Regions from separate parts of the Rattus norvegicus genome. Here regions 2, 3 and 4 are each linked to region 1. A link is a contact called in public Hi-C data. All regions are on one chromosome and are shown on one strand. The core of a region is the stretch at or near the end of the contact, and the rest is flanking DNA. Distances in the headings are between cores, read along the strand shown. Region 1 has its middle 13 kb from the start of Snord45l1. Region 2 has its middle 26 kb from the start of Tmx1. Region 3 has its middle 140 kb from the start of Tmx1. Region 4 has its middle 180 kb from the start of Tmx1.

What was found. A called contact is a pair of places that touch in the nucleus more often than the background predicts.
Region 2: a contact with region 1 is called in a Hi-C map of the A7r5 cell line, with 5 times the contacts expected there. The contact joins two enhancer-like sites. A contact is called at or near these places in 11 of 12 Hi-C or Micro-C datasets (the A7r5 cell line, the Rat2 cell line, Schwann cells and 6 more) and 1 of 1 datasets of contacts at active chromatin or transcription factors (oligodendrocytes).
Region 3: a contact with region 1 is called in a Hi-C map of psoas muscle, with 6 times the contacts expected there. The contact joins two enhancer-like sites. A contact is called at or near these places in 2 of 12 Hi-C or Micro-C datasets (mammary epithelial cells and psoas muscle).
Region 4: a Hi-C map of Schwann cells shows a contact between it and region 1, with 6 times the contacts expected there. The contact joins two enhancer-like sites. A contact is called at or near these places in 5 of 12 Hi-C or Micro-C datasets (the A7r5 cell line, the Rat2 cell line, Schwann cells and 2 more).

What each region holds. Positions count from the first base shown.
Region 1 is chr6:95,161,469-95,166,089 of GRCr8, forward strand. No RefSeq gene overlaps it. Among named protein-coding and RNA genes, the nearest start is that of Snord45l1, 13 kb to the left of the region's middle. Within about 2 kb of position 2,228, at least 16 of the 93 cell types and tissues checked have an H3K27ac peak or open chromatin away from gene starts, as enhancers often do. A contact at or near this core is called in the A7r5 cell line and Schwann cells, where this site is marked.
Region 2 is chr6:94,720,356-94,724,976 of GRCr8, forward strand. No RefSeq gene overlaps it. Among named protein-coding and RNA genes, the nearest start is that of Tmx1, 26 kb to the left of the region's middle. Within about 2 kb of position 1,781, at least 9 of the 93 cell types and tissues checked have an H3K27ac peak or open chromatin away from gene starts, as enhancers often do. A contact at or near this core is called in the A7r5 cell line and Schwann cells, where this site is marked.
Region 3 is chr6:94,834,082-94,838,702 of GRCr8, forward strand. No RefSeq gene overlaps it. Among named protein-coding and RNA genes, the nearest start is that of Tmx1, 140 kb to the left of the region's middle. Within about 2 kb of position 2,795, at least 8 of the 93 cell types and tissues checked have an H3K27ac peak or open chromatin away from gene starts, as enhancers often do.
Region 4 is chr6:94,869,501-94,874,121 of GRCr8, forward strand. No RefSeq gene overlaps it. Among named protein-coding and RNA genes, the nearest start is that of Tmx1, 180 kb to the left of the region's middle. Within about 2 kb of position 2,296, at least 48 of the 93 cell types and tissues checked have an H3K27ac peak or open chromatin away from gene starts, as enhancers often do. A contact at or near this core is called in the A7r5 cell line and Schwann cells, where this site is marked.

The sequences.
Region 1 (4,621 bases), core at 978-3,477:
GGGAGGCTAATAGTTCTGTGAAGAATGTAGACGCTGCTGCTGACACAAATACACAATGAGGAGACCAAATAGTAGTAACTGAGGACGTTAAGAGTAGTAACTGAGGACGTTAGGGTTAGGTCGTTAGGTCGGGTAACTCCGCCTGCTCTCCCAGAGAAGGAAACGGTGCCTGAGGGGAGGCTGTTTGTAAAGGTGCTGTGGGAGGGTCTGGACTTTGCTTTTAGAAAGCTGCTAATAGCCTAAAGTGAGTGCAGACACGTTAAAAAAAAAAAAAAGCAAAATGCCTTTGAGAAATATGGATGTAAATCCTTCTCTGAAACTGCTCTGTGGGTTGAAATCATTGCTGTGTGGAGATGGCGCCTAGTAGTGTCTTTGACTTTTAAATTATGCAAATGTACCACTTGGATACACTGCGTAATTCTTTTTCTTTTTCTTTTTCTTTTTTTTTTTTTTTTTTTTTTTTTTGGTTCTTTTTTTCGGAGCTGGGGACCGAATCCAGGGCCTTTCGTTCTTTTTCTTTTTTAAAGAGATCAAATTCATTTCACTCACTAACCACTGAACTGCTCTTAGTGACCTTGCTTTCCTGGAAGCCACAGAGAAGTGGTGGCCTTGACGGGGTGGTGACATGGCTTCTGTCCGGGAAGTGTTGCTGTGTTTGGGTAGAAAAGATAGGATGCGTGCATAGCCCAGCGCGCTGCGGCTCCGGAGGCCTACAGTCACTTCCCGGCGATGAGCTCGTACTGTCTGCGAGGTGTCGGGATATTAATGAAAAGCCTCGAGGAGCCACATGGGATTTGTTAGAAGGAAGGTGCCAGAAGGTGAGGCGGCTCCCCTTTTCTGGGCAGGCAGGGAAGCGTGGCACGATGCCGCTGAGAGCGATCTGGCTTGAGTTTCCTCGCTGAGAACGGCCAACAGATGGGTGTCTGGTAACCCAACGCCCTGTTGAAAGGACCCAAGTCAATTGCTCCACCTGGCACTGGGGCTGGCTCGACCTCCAGTTTCAGCTTCAAGCCTCTTGGGGGCTAAGGACAAAAAGTAGTGAAACCTGAGACTCTCTATTCAGAGGGAGGGGCTGTGGACACAGAAGGTGGGGAGTTGAGGGAAGGGATCTCACCAGAAGTTTGTGAACTAGTCCATCTAGATCAAGAGCTGAGAAACCTAAAGGATTCTGAAGCTACATGGGAGCTTTTGTAAGAGCCAATCAGAACCTTGAGGAGAGCTGCCAAGGACTATGAAACCCATCCAACCTTCAACTCCTCTCAGACTCCTGCTGGTACCAGATGTACACACCCCAGCCACAGATCCAGGCAGCCCTCTCTCTTTCTCTTCTTCTGTCCCTAAGTTCGGATGCAATGGGAACTTTCTGCACCCAGGAGACTGGGATGAATGTTGAAAATCTGCCTTTTAAGCTGGGGACCTGCCCGCCACTGTCTATGATGAATTGGTGCTACAGGAACCACAGGTGCCCTCGGAGGGTGGGGGTATGGCTCTCAGGGAGGGGCGTGGCTCCCAGTTGGGGCGGGGCTATCTGTAGGGGCGTGGCTATCTGTAGGGGCGGGACTCTCCTATAGGTTATTGCCATTTTTCATTCCAGTCATCTCCAGAGAATGATGGTGTGAAAAGGAAGGGACAGAGGTCATCAGGGGAGGTGAAGTAGTGAATGTATTAGATGCTAAAAATTAACAGAGCTTTCTTTGTTCTTTAAATATTGCTGTAGGTTGTTCAAATAGGTTCAGAAGCCATTGCCCTCCTCCCCATTTGCAATAACATCCTAAGGACCTAGATTAGTGCAGGGCCTGGCATAGGAAGGCTACCAAATGCAATGGTGTGTCTTCAAATGTTCCAGGGACCCCGCATTCTGTGGTTTACAGGCCTGAGGGGATCATGATTCCTTCTTTGGTGTGGCGCCAGTCAGAGGCTCAGCTTGGAGACAGTCCTAAGCGCATGTTGCTCACCGCACTAACAGTTCAGGAGTGATGAACAAAACCAAAAGCAGAGATGGCAGGGCATATGGATTCCTGGTCCCACCCTGTGTTTCAGAACGCAAGCGAGGCGAGGTATTGGCTTTTAGAGCATCTCCCTCACTTCCTTGATTGGCATATGAGTGACTCGCAAGCATTATATGTGGGAAAGGGGAATGGCTTTCTGGAGCTGTAATCAGATTGCAGGCCGCTTCTCTTGGATCTGCTCACGTTGGTTACAAACAGAAAAGGAATCCCGCTGTCATGACTGGGTGAGTCTAGATGAACTGCCCCGTGGGGCAGGAAGGACTTCATTCGGAGCTGGGCTTTCCTGGGCCCTGCCTGTTCTGATTGTAGCCTGACCTCTGGTGGTCAAAGAGTAATGCACAAGAGCAGTTCCAGGGGACAATAAAAGATAGGCTTGGAAACTCACTCCCCCTGAGCCTCAAGACTGGGGCTAGCTAAGGAGGTTGTATCAGCCTTGGTCCCGTGTTCACTTTTAGCTGACCACCGAAGTACCTTCCTGTTTCATCCAAGAGAGCAGAAGGTGGGGGGCGGGGGGGGAGGGGAGGGACTAGAGGTTGGGTCTCTCCATGGTACATCTCATCAACTTTGTCTTTGTTTTTCTCCTCTGAGAGGGGAGGGTGGCCAGGGTTGACAAAGCTGCAACGGATGAAGTGTATGCTGGTGGCTTGCTATTCACATTGTGGCTTCTTTTCAGTTTTCCTCACAGGCGCTCGCCTGGCTGGACACCCCAAAGCACTTCCAAGAAGGGACAGAGCTGTCTCTCCTTCAGTGATGGCTCCTAATGTCCCACTGGGTCACCGTGTGGCTCACTTCCCATCCAGACCATGCTCGGTTTCCTAACCTGTGAGATGAAAAGGATCCTGTCGTTGAAAGAGGCTCGTAAGGACATCCTAAGCGACATACGTGGATCAGCGCTGTACCTCATGCCAAAGCACACGGAGCCTGTATATTCCTAGAGCTGGGCCTTGGAATCAATCGCAAGGAGTGACCATCCTTTAACCAAAGGTGACTCCTGGGCTGTGAAGGCAGAGAAGGTCAGCGTAGTGCCGGTGCATCGAGCTGTTTCCAGTCAGGGGTCTGGAGAGGTAGATGGTGACTGTGTGTGGTTCATTTAGCCAGTCACCTAAAACACAGCTGAAGGCCTCAGTAAGGCCAGCACTAGGCTGGATGCTCGAAAGACAAAGTAAAGAAAGACATGTGGATGACCCCACCCCCACCCCCACCCCCGGAGTCAACTTCGGTCCTAGACTCAAAAGCTGTCCTTGGACTTCTCTGGTGGGTTTAGCGCTTTAATTTCCTGCTGGATTGCCACTACTACCAGTCGCACTCAGACAGTAGAAATTACTCAACACATGAAGTACTTCTATGAGGAAGTCCTTTTGTTTGGTTGGCTGGTTTCGGTTTTTCGAGACCGGGTTTTTCCGTGTAGCCCTGGCTGTCCTGGAACTCGATCATAGACCAGACTGGCTTCAAACTCAAAGACCCACCTGTGTCTGCCTCCCGAGTACTGGGATTAAGGGCCCTGCACAGCTGAGAGGGGTGCTTTTATAATCCTCATTTTCCAAATGAGAAAGTCCCAAGGAAGATCAAGACTGCCCAAGACAACAGGAGTCCCAGTGAGCCTTCCTTCAGTGTTCACACTGTGGTCCACACTGACCTCTAGTGATCACTAGAGGTCACTAGAACTCTCGAAGTACTTCACCTCCAATCTTTGTGCCTCTGTTTTGTTGCTTCGAGTCCACTTTTCTCTCACTTTAAGGCTTACTTGTTTTTATTTTATGGGTATGTTTTGCTTGCCTGTGTGCGAATGAAACATATATCTTCAGTGCCCATGGAGGCCAAAAAAAACACGTCAGATCCCCTGGAGCTGAAGTGATAGACAATTGTGGACCACCATGTGGGAACTGAACCGGGGTCTTCCAAAAGAGTACCCAGTGCTCTTAGCCATTCCATCATCTCTCCAGTTCCTCCCCTCTCTCTTTAAAAGTTATCTCTACCCCTGCGCCCATCCTGACACTCTTTCCTCTACTCTGGGACGATGTTACATGCACACGAGCAGTCACAATTCACTCATTGCAACCCCGTCTCTTGTCTCTTCCTACCACTTAGGACCATGCCCCTTTCACCCTCATCTTAGCCCTTCAGTTCACATCCTGAACTCACTCCCTCCTCTCAGTCCATGACAAAAGGTTTCGTTTTTAAACCAAAACACAATGAAAACACAGGAACAGAAGAGATTCTTTGCCCTCTGTCCACCTGTCCACCCTACCTTTAGCATACAGTTCCAGAAGGTATCCATCCCAACTTTCTCTGCTTTCTCAACTCCATTTCTTGTTCCCCTGTGCCTCAGTCAGGGTTTCTATTCCTGCACAAACATCATGACCAAGAAGCAAGTTGGGGAGGAAAGGGTTTATTCAGCTTACATTTCCATGTTGCTGTTCATCACCAAAGGAAGTCAGGACTGGAACTCAAGCAGGTCAGGAAGCAGGAGCTGATGCAGAGGCCATGAAGGGATGTTACTTACTGGCTTGCTTCCCCTGGCTTGCTCAGCTTGCCCTCTTATAGAACCCAGGACCACCAGCCCAGAGATGGCACCACCCACAATGGGCTGGGTCCTCCCTTCTTGATCACTA
Region 2 (4,621 bases), core at 531-3,030, 440 kb before region 1:
TTGGGCACCGACTAAGCGAACTTTGGCTCCACAGTTCCTGTTTCGTTTTTCTGCAGGGACCCTCACCGACAAGCAGACAGTGCTGGAAGGATAGGAAGCCCTGGGCACTTGGAGTTAGAGCTCAGTGCTAGAGTTTGCCCAGCACTTGGCCAACACCACAGGAGAGGAAGAAAAATGCTGCAATGAGAAGAAGCAAAGCTTCATGTGTAAACACAGAGCACCGTGGTTGTGTGCAGCAAGGCAGCTGGGCTGTTCAAATCAAGCAGCAGCAGTAAGGTTGAGTTTACGGCAAATGGAGATGACTTTTACTGTGAGCTTCTCTTGGGCTCCACTTAACAAACAAACACACACAGTCTCTACTATTTTACACAGGCAATCTCTCTGGGGAGAAAACGCAGCATAAATACTGTTTTCAAACTAGATTTAAATGTGTTTTTTCATCATTGTTGATACCCAGGGACAGGCTTCTTTAGGAGCACAAGAAAACTGGGAGCAGTGCTGAAGGTATCTGTCTGTGTGGCAAATAAATAAATAGATAGATGGATGAATGGATGGACAGACAGGCAGACAGACAGACAGACAGTAAAGTTCAACTTGATTAACTTCCTGAGTTTTCTCTCCATGACCATAAGCCCTCTTGGCCTGTGCTCTCAGTCCTTCATTGGAATCTGGAATAGTTTCATAATGGAGTAGAATTGTCAGATTCAGTCTGACAGAGTAATGGATATTTTGTGGATTTTGTGAATACTCCCACTGACTGGATTTTTTTTATTCGTATCTGTAACTTGGCTTTAAGGGATAGCTTGTATCACGTTCTTTTCTTGAGCCTCCATGATCCCTCTCCACAGTCGCTGAGACAACCGTGAGTGAGGAGTGAGCAAGCAGATCGTTTGGAAGAGATCCCATTAAGCTAGACTGAGAGACCAGAGGGGCCGAACGGGGCCGGGGGAAATCTGGGATCTACTGCTGAGCTGTTTTTGTGTGACTGACTGCTACCCAGTTATCGATGGGATAGTCTTTCAGATTTTCTCAGAACTGTTTGCCTGGGAAACAAAGCTGGAAAGATGTTGTCTTCTGCCTCCTGTTGGCTGGGCTTGGCCATTTCAGGCATTAATTACAAGAAGTGAGACCGATTTATAGGCAGTCTTTGTGGTGGGTAACAGATGTCCCACAAAGTGCAGCAAGGTTAATGAGAGTCGGATGAATTCTGAGCTCACAGTATGCCTCCGGTGACTACTAACTGCTTTAGAAGTTATATCTGTGAAGAAAGAAACCACAGGTTATCTTCCCCATCTTTTCAGATCTGGCAAAGTGACGAGTGGGCTAGGCTTTATTTTCTGATACTTTAAACAAGATAATTATTCTACTGACTGGAGATGGCTTTCAGCACTCTTCCGACATGATTTACATGTCACTGTCTGGAGGTTTCAATCAAGGAATAATAAAAAGGTATTTCACCTGATCATACCCTAAAGAAAGGAAGTACTAGGAAATGTTCAACCCCGAGGTTCCAGTTATCTTGATATGTGTAGGTTCACAAAATAGACTTATTAAAAAGAATACAAAGAGTCCCCTATGTGCTTAATCAACTTTCCCTCGCATTAGTTTGTATTCAACAAAAAGATAAGGAGGTTACCATTGACACCATACTATTAATCCACAATTAAATCTTATTGGGGTTTTTAACAGGTTTTCCAGTAAAGTACTAAGATTCTGCAAGGCACTTAGTTGGCACTCTAAACCGGCCAGTCTTTCTGTGTGATTCATGACATTAACGCATTTGAAAGTCACTCACTGTTGCTTCAGACTCTCCCTCTGCCAAGGTTAGTGAGTCATTTTCTCATGATTAGAATGAGATTGGACTTTTTTTTTTTTGCAAGTTTACCAAAGACGTCAGCTCGTGCCTTTTTCCTGGGTGCCATGTGTGGGAATACCTGCTTTAAGAATGTCTTAGCACAGGGTGATGCTTCGCTTGACCTCTTTGAGATGGTTGTATCAGACCTCTGTACTCCAGGGTGGCTGTGTTTCCCTATGTAACCAGTGGGTGCCTTAAATACTGTGTTTCCCAGAATATTTTGGCCCACATTTTTATCATCCATTGCTAGTTATTGTAACAGTTACTCAACAGATTTGCTTGATAGTGATCTATTATCTCTTCCTTGTGCACTAGTTAACATACTGATTTATTTGGGCTCACAGGCAAAATCTGCTGTACCCAGATTTTGGCCCTTGCCATTGGGAGTGACCCTGAGTTAGCTCCTATGTCCTTTGAACATTCCCTCTCTGGTATCATGTTCTAGGCCTGGAAGCAGTCCTTTTTCCAATGAGCTTCTGTTCTGTTTCTTTAGTTTTTTTTTTTTTTTTTTTTTTTTTTTTTTTTTTTTTTTTTTTCTTTTCGGAGCTGGGGACCAAACCCAGGGCCTTGTGCTTGCTAGGCAAGCGCTCTACCACTGAGCTAAATCCCCAACCCCCTTCTGTTCTGTTTCTTAGGGAATGTTTTTTGTTTGTTTTGGCTTGATCCTACATAACCCTGGCTATCTGAGAACTCACTGTGTGGACCAGACTAGCCTAGAACTGTGATCTGTCTGCTTTTGCCTCCCAAGTGCTGGGATTAAAAGTATGCTAACTACCATGCCCATCCTGAGGGCAGTATTTAGAACGTAAACCTTTAGAGTTGTGTTCATTGCTTCTAGGCTCTTGTGGTTGGGACCTAGAATGACCCCCATAGTCTTGTGTTTTGAATGCTTGCTTACCAGATAGTGGCACTATTTCCAGAGGTTTGGAAATGTTGAGGGGGGAGGGGGTTGGCTGGAGTAAGTAGACCCCTATATGTGGGTCCTGAGAGAATGTAGTCGCTGTTTCCTTTCTGTCCCTCTGTTTCTTGGCAACTGTGATGTGAGCTCTTGGTCTGCTCCCTCCACTGTGATATTCTCCCAAGCTCGTGGGGCCATTCTACAGTGAGACTGAGGTCTCAAAGACTGTGAGCTAAAACAAGCAGTGCTCCTCGGAGTTTCTCCTCGGAGTTTCTCCTCGGATGTTCTGCCCACACTGATACAAGAATCAGTAACACAGAGACGCTCACAGAAGACAGAGCTTGGCAATGCATGGTTGTACATCAAATACACACATTCACGAGGTTTTTCCCTTTTTTTTTTTTTTTCTTTTTGGAGCTGGGGACCGAACCCAGGGCCTTGCGCTTGCTAGGCAAGCGCTCTACCACTGAGCTAAATCCCCAACCCCATGAGGTTTTTTAAAAACACTTTTTATAGTGGTCACAATACTTGGGGTTGTTTTTTTCTCTCCTTCATATAGCCTTATTATTTACTTATAATACAGTTAAATTCATTTGCTACTGTTTAATCCATCATTAACTTCCCCCAAATCCTCTTATCACAGCCATTTACTTATTTGAGCATATGAAATGTTATTACATACCCCCCCACTCGTTAATTTTAGATAGAGTCTCGCTATGCAGCACAGGATGACCTCGTCCTTGTACATAGCTGTGATCGTTCATATTGATTGTCAACCTCATAGGATCTAGAATCGCCCAGGAGACAAATCTCCAAGGGATTGTTGTCTGGGGGGGGGGGATTTTCTATATCGGTTTAATTAAGGAAGGACAACCCACCCTGAACATAGGGACACTACCTCCCCATGAGATGGTTCCCAGAATGAACACAACATAGAGAACAAGCTGAGCCCCAGCATGCATATCTCTGTACCTGACTATGCCCAAAACGTGACCACGTGACCAATTCTCGCGCTCCTGTTGCCATGACTTCCTGTTATATGGCTGTGGCCATCAAACTTCGAGTCAACGCGAACCCTTTCTTAAGTTCCTTTGACCTGGTATTCTTGCACAGTGCTGGGAAATTAGCTGATCCATAAGTTTGACCATGGGAAGTGGAGTCCTTGCTGTGATAACCTTGGCCTTGGGGCTCTTGGGCTTTTGGAACTGGTTTGTGGGAGGAATGCAGAAGAGTTTGCAGCTGCAGGATAAAGGGCTAGAAAGCTGCAAGCAGAGTCTTAATGAGTCTGATGGGGTTTGGGAGGTGACAATGCCAAGAGAAATATGGATGGTGGAAGCCTAGACTATACACAGGCCTTTCCAGCTCTATGTTTTGGCAAAGAATCTGGCTGTATTTTCCCCATTCCTGAGACGTTGGTTGAGGCTGAATTTAAAAGTGAATGAAGGTTCAAAGATCACCCTAAATGTCTGGGTAGCACCGTTCTGTAGGCTGGGGTCACAGACTGTGTGAAAAGAAGCACCAGGATTCATTCATCCCGCTTTGCTTCCTGACCATGGATGTAATGGATTTAATGTGACCAGTTTCCTCAGGCTCCCCTGCCCTGCCCTTCCCCATGACCTCCCCTGTGCTTCAGCCAACATCAGACTTTCCTTCCATAAAATGCTTTTGTTTGCTGGAATTACAGGCAGCACCTCCAGACTTGGTTGTGTGCAGTACTAGTGTGTATTCCCCGGTTGCTGCAGATAGGGGACATTTGTTCACGGTATTTATCAGCCATCTGTTTGGTTTATTGGTGCATTTGCTTGTTGGAATATTTGTTTTGGTGTTCAATTTTCATGTTTCTTTGCATATTGGAGCTATCAAGCCTC
Region 3 (4,621 bases), core at 1,545-4,044, 330 kb before region 1:
GCTCAGTGGTTAAGAGCACCGAATGCTCTTCCTGAGGTCCTGAGTTCAAATCCCACCAACCACATGGTGGCTCACAACCATCTGTAATGAGATCTGACGCCTTCTTCTGCTGTGTTTGAACACAGCTACAGTGTACTCAGATATAATAAATAAATAAATAAAATATTTTAAAAAAAAAAGAATCCCATCCAGAGCACATCAGTCACACACTTCTCTGCAGGCCCAGGGAGAGTTTACATGTGCTGGCCTCGTACAGCTTCATTAGCTTGATTAGTATTTCATGGGGGAAAGTTGCAGTAGCCCCTCATTCTGAACAAAGCAGAATGGAGGGAGTAAGCTGGCCAGGTCAGGGGTGGCTGCCCTCTATATTTAACTCAAGAGGGATGGCATATAACCCAGGAAGGTGGACTCAGAATTCCTCTCCACATCCCCGGGAGGAACAAAGGCAACAGTCTGCCACTTTGGATATATCTTTTTTTTAACCACAGAGAACAAAACAGGGAACCTGTGGTACCACGGGGTCCTGAGTCTGGCAATCTTAGAAATGGAGCCACTTTGATGGGCTGTTGTGAAGGACTCTCAGTAGGAAAGACAGAGTTCTGCTGCTGCTGTTCTAGCCCCTCCTAAAAGGGCAATCCCAAGCCAACCACTTGTTCCTCCAGTTAGCATTTCATTCTTTATAATGTCAAGGTTGGGGTAGAATCCCAGTTGCTTGAAGAATAAATTATAAGAGAGGTATCAAATAATAGTGGTTCAGGAAAGGGCTGAGGTAGCCTCCCCTCATACCATCTGGTAGGAAGTCTCTCCCTGCCCTAACAATTTATGGTGTTGTGATGGTTAGAAGAGGCTGGCTATTCAGATACTTAGAATAGAAATGGATTGTGTCCTTATAAAGTTAATGGTCTTTAGCCCCACCCCCACCCTCGCCACGTACAACATACACAACTGCGTGCCTCTTCGCAAACATCTCACAGTTATTTAAAAACCACACTAAGACTGGTAGGACCTTAGGCACAGTTATAATGAAAAAGCATCTCTCATAAGATAGACCTGGAAACATTTGGTGCTGGAAAGAATTTGAGAGAGTATCATTTCTTTAGGGTACCAACAAAGAGACAGAAGTCCAGAGTGGCCAGATCACATGCTTACTGTTACAAAGTCTACTAAAGTCTATAAAATCATAGCTTAGCTCGGTGAGGTTTAACCCGGGCTATTAACCAGAGAAGGGAAAGCACTTACTAATGGCTGAAGAGTGGGTTTCAGACATTCGTGTAGGCCAGTACCCCCTGAGGTGCCTCAGAGTCCTGAACCGCTATTCCACAGTTAACCCAGGAGCCTTGGATGGAGGTTCAAGGGTCAGCATTGTAAGAGGTCATTCCGAGAGATTCCCCAAAGGCAACTTGCAAGAAAAATGCTAAGTTCAGTTGTCATGTCCTATTGTGTCCTCAGGGAGGTCTGAGTGTTGACTCAGTTAAGTTCAATTCAGGTCACTACTGTGGCCCCAGACATGGTTACAGGATGATGTGTCTTTTCTTTGAAAGGGGAAGAGACTATCACTAGGATATAAGAACTCATAGCATTGGTCAGTCCTCTTACCCAACCTTGACAAGGCCTCAGGCATGATCTCAGAAGGCCTGGGACCTCCTGTCTGGCCTTTTTAAGCCTCAAATAGGCTCTCATACCTCAAGCCTCTCCCTTGACTGTTTTGGAAAATGGCTTGGGAGAATGAAGTTTCCCAGTTATTAATAATCGCTTTAGTAGTACTGAGGTGTATGATATTTTACTGGTACCCACTATTGATCATATACTTTAGCAAGTTGTATTTTAATTTTTCTTTCCATTTCAACTTATCTGGTCTTCCTAAAACTTGCAATCTATTTATAGGGGAATTAAAATCTCCATGTTATTTCATTGGTGTACACGTTGCTTTACTAAATTCTGTAATTACAGTAAAAACTGCACAGTACAATCAGGTTTGGGAACAAACACAGCCAATTCTTGGTGAGCGTGAAGCTTAGCTCGTGGGAGTGTGTGGTTCACACCGAGAACCTGGACGCTGAGTACCCTTCACGGTGCTGTTAGACAAGTGCTTATAAAGATGCAGAGTCAGTTAATCAGAAGGCCGTTGACACATCCAGGGGGCTACCTAAGCTCTAAAGAGCTTCCTATACGGTAACAATTTATACCAATTTCCCACGTTGGACATCTGAGCCCCCCACCTCTATGTCAGTGTTAACGTAACGTAGTATTCAATACCCATGCAGGTAAATACCCACTGGGCACCGTCATAATTATTCCCAGACTTGGAATGACAAGCTAAAATTATATACATTTTAAAACACCTTCATACACATTTTCAAATTGCTCTTCAGAAAGATTTCCCTGAAGTTGATATTTTCAAACACAATTTAAAGTAACAAGAGGGCTTTGACTAGGCAATCTAATTAAACAACCAGCTCCATTTTCCTGCATGTGGTAAGAATTTAAGTGCCCCCCCCATAAACAGTGATTTTACTCCCTTTTAGGCATGGTTGGAAAACACCTCCCTTTTTGTTTTCTTCAACAATAGCAACGGTTCCCACGGACAGAATTTATTTTTCATCCAGTAATTCAATCCATTTGGTTTTAGGATGTGGCTAGGAAAAATGAGCCAAAAATGCAAGATTAAGGCAGCTTGACTCTTATGCCGTGTTCGTAGTCCAACTTTGGGTTTGACCTGTACAGTTGCCATGGTTTGTGAGGTTGTGTTGTAGCAACAAGATCCTCGAGCTTCAGTGTGTGAAATGTGAGGTCCCTCAGTGAGGAACATTCTGAACTCTGGGAGGGAAAGGCTCGGATCAGGTGGTGTCTTGGACCAGCTCTCTGGAATGCCCATTCTACCCCAAGTTCCAGCCAAGAGCAAAACAGTCATCAATTCTCCAAAGAGTTTTTTCCATCATTTGGAACTTCCCAGGGTGGGAGTCCAATGTGCTAAGGTTGACAGGGTGTCAATGAGGCACACTCGGCCATGGAGCTTAAAGTAATGTGAACCACGGTGTAGCCATGTGACTGGGTCCCTCCGCCTTCTTCCCACACATTTGGGGTGAGGAGGGTGTGCCAAGGAGCTGGTTTATGCCATTTGGCACCTGTTGGGGACTTGATGTGGCTATGGGGAGAAAGGCATTGGAGAGAGTGCAGAAAATGCTTCTCTCAGGCCACACATCTGGACAGCTGGACCAAGACACCAGACTGGGACAAAATGAAGGAGTCAGAGTCACTAAGAAAGTTCCTAGGCCATAAAGTGAGGTCTGGGTGGGTAAACTCAGCCAAGATGGTACAGTATGACTTTGGAGGGCATCTTCTAAAATCTTGGCAAATGTCTGTGTGGTTAAGTCCTGCTCACTTAAAACACTGGGGGGAAATGGGATGTTATGATTTGAAAGGGGTAGCTCTTAATGTCAGCAGGGTGTACTGACATCATACTTTTGTTTTCTAAAAATGTCCAAACCTTACAGAAGAGCAGGTGGTGGTCATAAAAGCGCTGGCCAGGCAACCTTTCTTCCTACCCATGGAGAGAGGACAGGAAAGACTCTGGAGCCTTTCCCATGTCTCTCCTGAATGTGTACACAGAAGAAATTCATTTGGGAGTTTGGGGTGGGGGGGAGTTCATGATAAGTGAAAACATTTTCAAAGTCAAAGTAACATAATAAATAAAACACATGGAAGGGAAACGAAGGCTCAGAGGCCTGGTTGAGGGAGTTATTTTTCATATGTATCAGGTCCCAGGGTCTTCCTTCTCAGAGAACACTGCTGCCCTGATTTCAGTGTCAATCACAATCTACTCCTCCTTTAGTGTGCTGGATTCATTTTTAGCACTTATTCCTTTTCCCCTTTGAGGCAGAGCCTTGCTATTTAGCCACAGTCGTGACATCTTCCTGCCTTACCTGTCTGAGTCCTAGGATTCTGACTGTGCCCACTTGGTTCACAGGTACTTAATTTTTAGAATGATTTATTCTTTTATTATTAATTAATTTCTTTATTTACTTCACAGTTGATGTTTGCTTCCCTTCCCTCTCCTCCCAGTCATTCCCTTTCCTCCCCTCCCCTTGGCCCCCTCACTCCCTCCTCAGAAAAGAGACCTCCCATGGATATCCACCTGCCGTGGCATACTACGTTGCAGTAGGATTGGGTGCATCTTCTTCTTTTGAGACTCTTTAGGTGTTGAGTCTGCATGTATGTAGACCATGTGCATGCAGTACCTGTGCAGACCTGCAGGGGGCATTGAATACCCTGGAACTGGAGTCACAGACAGTTGTGAGCCACCATGTGAGCGCTGGGAACTGAACCCAGGTCTCTGTAAGAGTAAGTTCTCTTAACTGCTAGGCCATCAATTGTTCCAGTCCAAGAAGCACTACATTTTAATGGAGCTGGTGTTTACTATACTTTCTTTGTGGTTTTGGCTTTTACTTCTTACTCGAAAGTGATTTTCTAACAGTTATAAAGATATTATCCCTTATTTATTTATTTATTTATTTATTTATTTATTTATTAAAATTTCACTGTTAGTTTTCCCCTTCAGCGTTTAATTCACCAGAACTAATGTTTATGTAAGCTCTTACGTGAAGACCAAATTTGATCTTTT
Region 4 (4,621 bases), core at 1,046-3,545, 290 kb before region 1:
TCACCTGTGGAGAAGGGATTTGGGGCCTTGTCCTCTGTGACTGATCTGTCTTGGGCCTATGTAACCTGTGGTCATGTCCTCACCTGTGGAGAAGGGATTTGGGGCCTTGTCCTCTGTGACTGATCTGTCTTGGGCCTATGTAACCTGTGGTCACGTCCTCACCTGTGGAGAAGGGGCTTGGGACATTGCTCTATGTGACTTAGTCTGTCTCAAAACCTCTCTACAGGGGTTTGTGGCGGGCACAGCTATGTGACACCCTGATATTCTGGGAGAGTGGGAGTACACCTGCCATCCCTTTTAGAGTCTCCCGGGGATTCAACCTGTCTTGACCAGAAGGGTGTCTTTCACCCCCTGCTGTCCCACAGCCAACAATACCACACCACTGTGTGATCACAACTGACACTACACAGAGAAAAATCACCTTGCTCAAATTCCTGTCCCTCAAAATCATGAGGTCCACAAACAGCAGTGTTAGCTGGTAGGTGCTGTGGTCCCGAGTAAACATTTTCATGTGGTGAAAACATCTCAGGTGTGCAGAGGACACCACTCGGCCTCCCATTTCCCATTCTGTAGTGTTACGGGTTTTGTTTGTCCGCTTGCCTTGCTTTTCAAGATTTCTCTGTAGCAGCCTGAACTGTCCTGGAACTCGCTCTGTAGGCCATGTGCAAAGAGATCCACCTGCCTCTGCCCCCCATGCACTGGTCTCAAAGGCATACGATGCACCACCTCCACACGGCTGTTTTGTGGATTTTCAATGAGATCCAGCTTTGGGTGGCTTTGCCTTTAGGCCTGGATCTGACCGCAATGCCTTTATGACCTTGAGCAAGCACGACCTCTTTCTAGTCTTATTTTTGACACTTTCAAAATGGGACTATTATATTAAACCTTCGAGTTTCTTTGCACCCGTGGAACTTTGTGATGGTGAGCATGTATGATTAATAGTAAGTACTAATGGGGAAGGATATTTTCAAAGGAAACGCAGAACACACCAATCTCCTCTTGATTATCACTGCCTTGGGCCAGACTCTGACTCAACACTCAGGAGTCTATAGCTTTGCGTAACATTCTCAGGCACCCTACTTCCTGGGTGGATACACACACTGTGAATGCACATAGCTCAAGAGTAAGGGGAGGGAGGGAGGGAGGGATGGAGGGAGGGAGGGAAGAAAGAGGGAAAGAAAGAGAGGGGAAGGGGGAGGGGGAGAGGCCCCATCCATTTACTTTCTAAAAGTCTTGCTTGCATGAGGACAGGGCAAAGGCTGTTCAGGGTCATGGGCTCTTCTGGAGGACTGAGTAATGAAATTCATCATGTGTAAGTTTGGATTTGCAGCTCAGTAACAAATCCATCTGTGAGATGTTCAGAATTTACCCGCTTGGCCTTCGTGACATGCCAAAGGCAGAAAGAAAGCGTTCTTTGTGTGGAAGGCTGAGATCTGCACTGTCCCAGGACTGTAAATATAGCTGCTCACTTCCTGAAGCTCCAGTTAGTCCCTGGTGACCTTTCCCAAAGTATTCTTTTTCTGGTTTCCATTAATAGCTCGGGCCCTAAGTCACTGCTGTTGACAGTGTACATGGCGGTGCCTTGAAAGCTGGACCACTGCAGCTTGGTATGACTTGGAATTGTTTGTTCAAGCCTTTTGCTTTAAAATCAAGACATACCCTTGTGCAGAAGTTCACAGGGTCCTAGCAGTTCAAAGTCAAAGGCAGGCTCCTAACGTGCCCCGGGACATCATCAAAAGGACAGTCCTCAGTTCTCTCCCCCCATAAATCAAACCCAAAGAATTACCCAGGAAGAGCATTTCTCCAATCTTCCCCTTAAATACAAGAAGCAGCAACACAAAATGTGCCCTTCATAGTGTTTCCTACCCTTGGGTGGCAGCTGCTAGAACGCAGCCCTGCCTTCTGTGTTCAAGGAACCTTTTATTCCCAGCTGCTCGAGCCAAGCCACAAGGCTTGAAGGAATGCTCGGGATTTTGTGACTGAGGGCACAAAGAATCCATGGTGTGGCTCTGAAGTAGGGGCTGCTCTAGAGCAAAGAGCTGAGAGAACCATGTATTGGGCTTGTATTCCTATGTGCACACCCGTGTGTGTGTGTGTGTGTGTGTGTGTGTGTGTGTGTGTGTGTTCAGGAGGGTATGTATATACATGCTGGCTCTGGTCTCTTTTAAAAGTATTCTTTGAAATGGCTTTTTTTTTTTTGACAATCGATGTTATTGTTTTCAACATCTAATCCAGAAGTGTGTCAGAATGCCTCACTGGGCACTGAGCCATCATACCTGTGGTTAGCCAAGTTCAGTGAGAAAATTTTAGAATTAGAGAAGGGCCCTGAGCTTTTCTTATTAATGGTTAAGCCATTGTCCCTGATAAGAGATTTTTTAAAGTTTGCAAATAGGAAACAGGACACTCTGTCTGGGACTCTTTCCAAAGAGGACTCCTTATTTCCCTCAGTGTTGAGCAACTTGGGTGCCAGAGGCACTAACAGAAGTTGTTTTTCTGCAAAATATTCTTCAATTTATCCTTTCTACAAAAGGAAAAGTTTCCTATAATATCACCTGGCATAGAATGGGGTAGGTTTAAAAGACTTTTGTTTCCCCTGAAGTCAGAGACACCACCACATACCTGGAAGTTCTTTTGATGTGGTCTTTTATTGTGCTTACATACATGGTGCCTCTTTCAAACCTACATTTCCAGGAAAAGTGAATGTGAGTTTATGGCTCATGATCCATAGCCAAAACATCATGGGTTTAGGTGAAATACAGCTGGTGATGTATAGGATGGACACAGACACAGACACAGACACAGACACAGACACAGACAGACACAGACACAGACACAGACACAGACACAGGTACAGACACAGACACAGACACAGACACAGACACAGACAGACACAGACACAGACACAGACACAGACACAGACAGACACAGACACAGACACAGACACAGACAGACACAGACACAGACACAGACACAGACACAGACACAGACACAGGTACAGACACAGACACAGACACAGACACAGACACAGACACAGACACAGACACAGGTACAGACACAGACACAGACACAGGTACAGACACAGACACAGACACAGGTACAGACACAGACACAGGTACAGACACAGACACAGACAAAGACACAGACACAGACACAGACACAGACACACACACAGACACAGACACAGACACAGGTACAGACACAGACACAGACACAGACACAGGTACAGACACAGACACAGACAGACACAGACACAGACACAGACACAGACACAGACACAGACACAGACACAGACACAGACACAGACACAGACACAGGTACAGACACAGACACAGACACAGACACAGGTACAGACACAGACACAGACACAGACACAGGTACAGACACAGACACAGACACAGGTACAGACACAGACACAGACACAGACACAGACACAGGTACAGACACAGACACAGACACAGGTACAGACACAGACACAGACACAGACACAGACACAGACACAGACACAGACAGACACAGACACAGACACAGACACAGACAGACACAGACACAGACACAGACACAGACACAGGTACAGACACAGACACAGACACAGACACAGACACAGACACAGGTACAGACACAGACACAGACACAGACACAGACAGACACAGACACAGACACAGACACAGACACAGACACAGGTACAGACACAGACACAGGTACAGACACAGACACAGACACAGACACAGGTACAGACACAGACACAGACACAGACACAGACACAGACACAGACACAGACACAGGTACAGACACAGACACAGACACAGACACAGACACAGACACAGACAGACACAGACACAGGTACAGACACAGACACAGACACAGACACAGACACAGACACAGACACAGACACAGACACAGGTACAGACACAGACACAGACACAGACACAGACACAGGTACAGACACAGACACAGACACAGACACAGACAGACACAGACACAGACACAGACACAGACAGACACAGACACAGACACAGACACAGACACAGGTACAGACACAGACACAGACACAGGTACAGACACAGACACAGACACAGGTACAGACACAGGTACAGACACAGACACAGACACAGACACAGACACAGACACAGACAGACACAGACACAGACACAGACACAGGTACAGACACAGACACAGACACAGACACAGACACAGACACAGACACAGACACAGGTACAGACACAGACACAGACACAGACACAGACACAGACACAGGTACAGACACAGACACAGACACAGACACAGACAGACACAGACACAGACACAGACACAGACAGACACAGACACAGACACAGACACAGACACAGGTACAGACACAGACACAGACACAGACACAGACACAGACACAGGTACAGACACAGACACAGACACAGACACAGACACAGACACAGACACAGGTACAGACACAGACACAGACACAGACACAGACACAGACACAGACACAGACACAGACAGACACAGACACAGACACAGACACAGACACAGGTACAGACACAGACACAGACACAGACACAGACACAGGTACAGACACAGACACAGACACAGACACAGACACAGACACAGACACAGACACAGACACAGA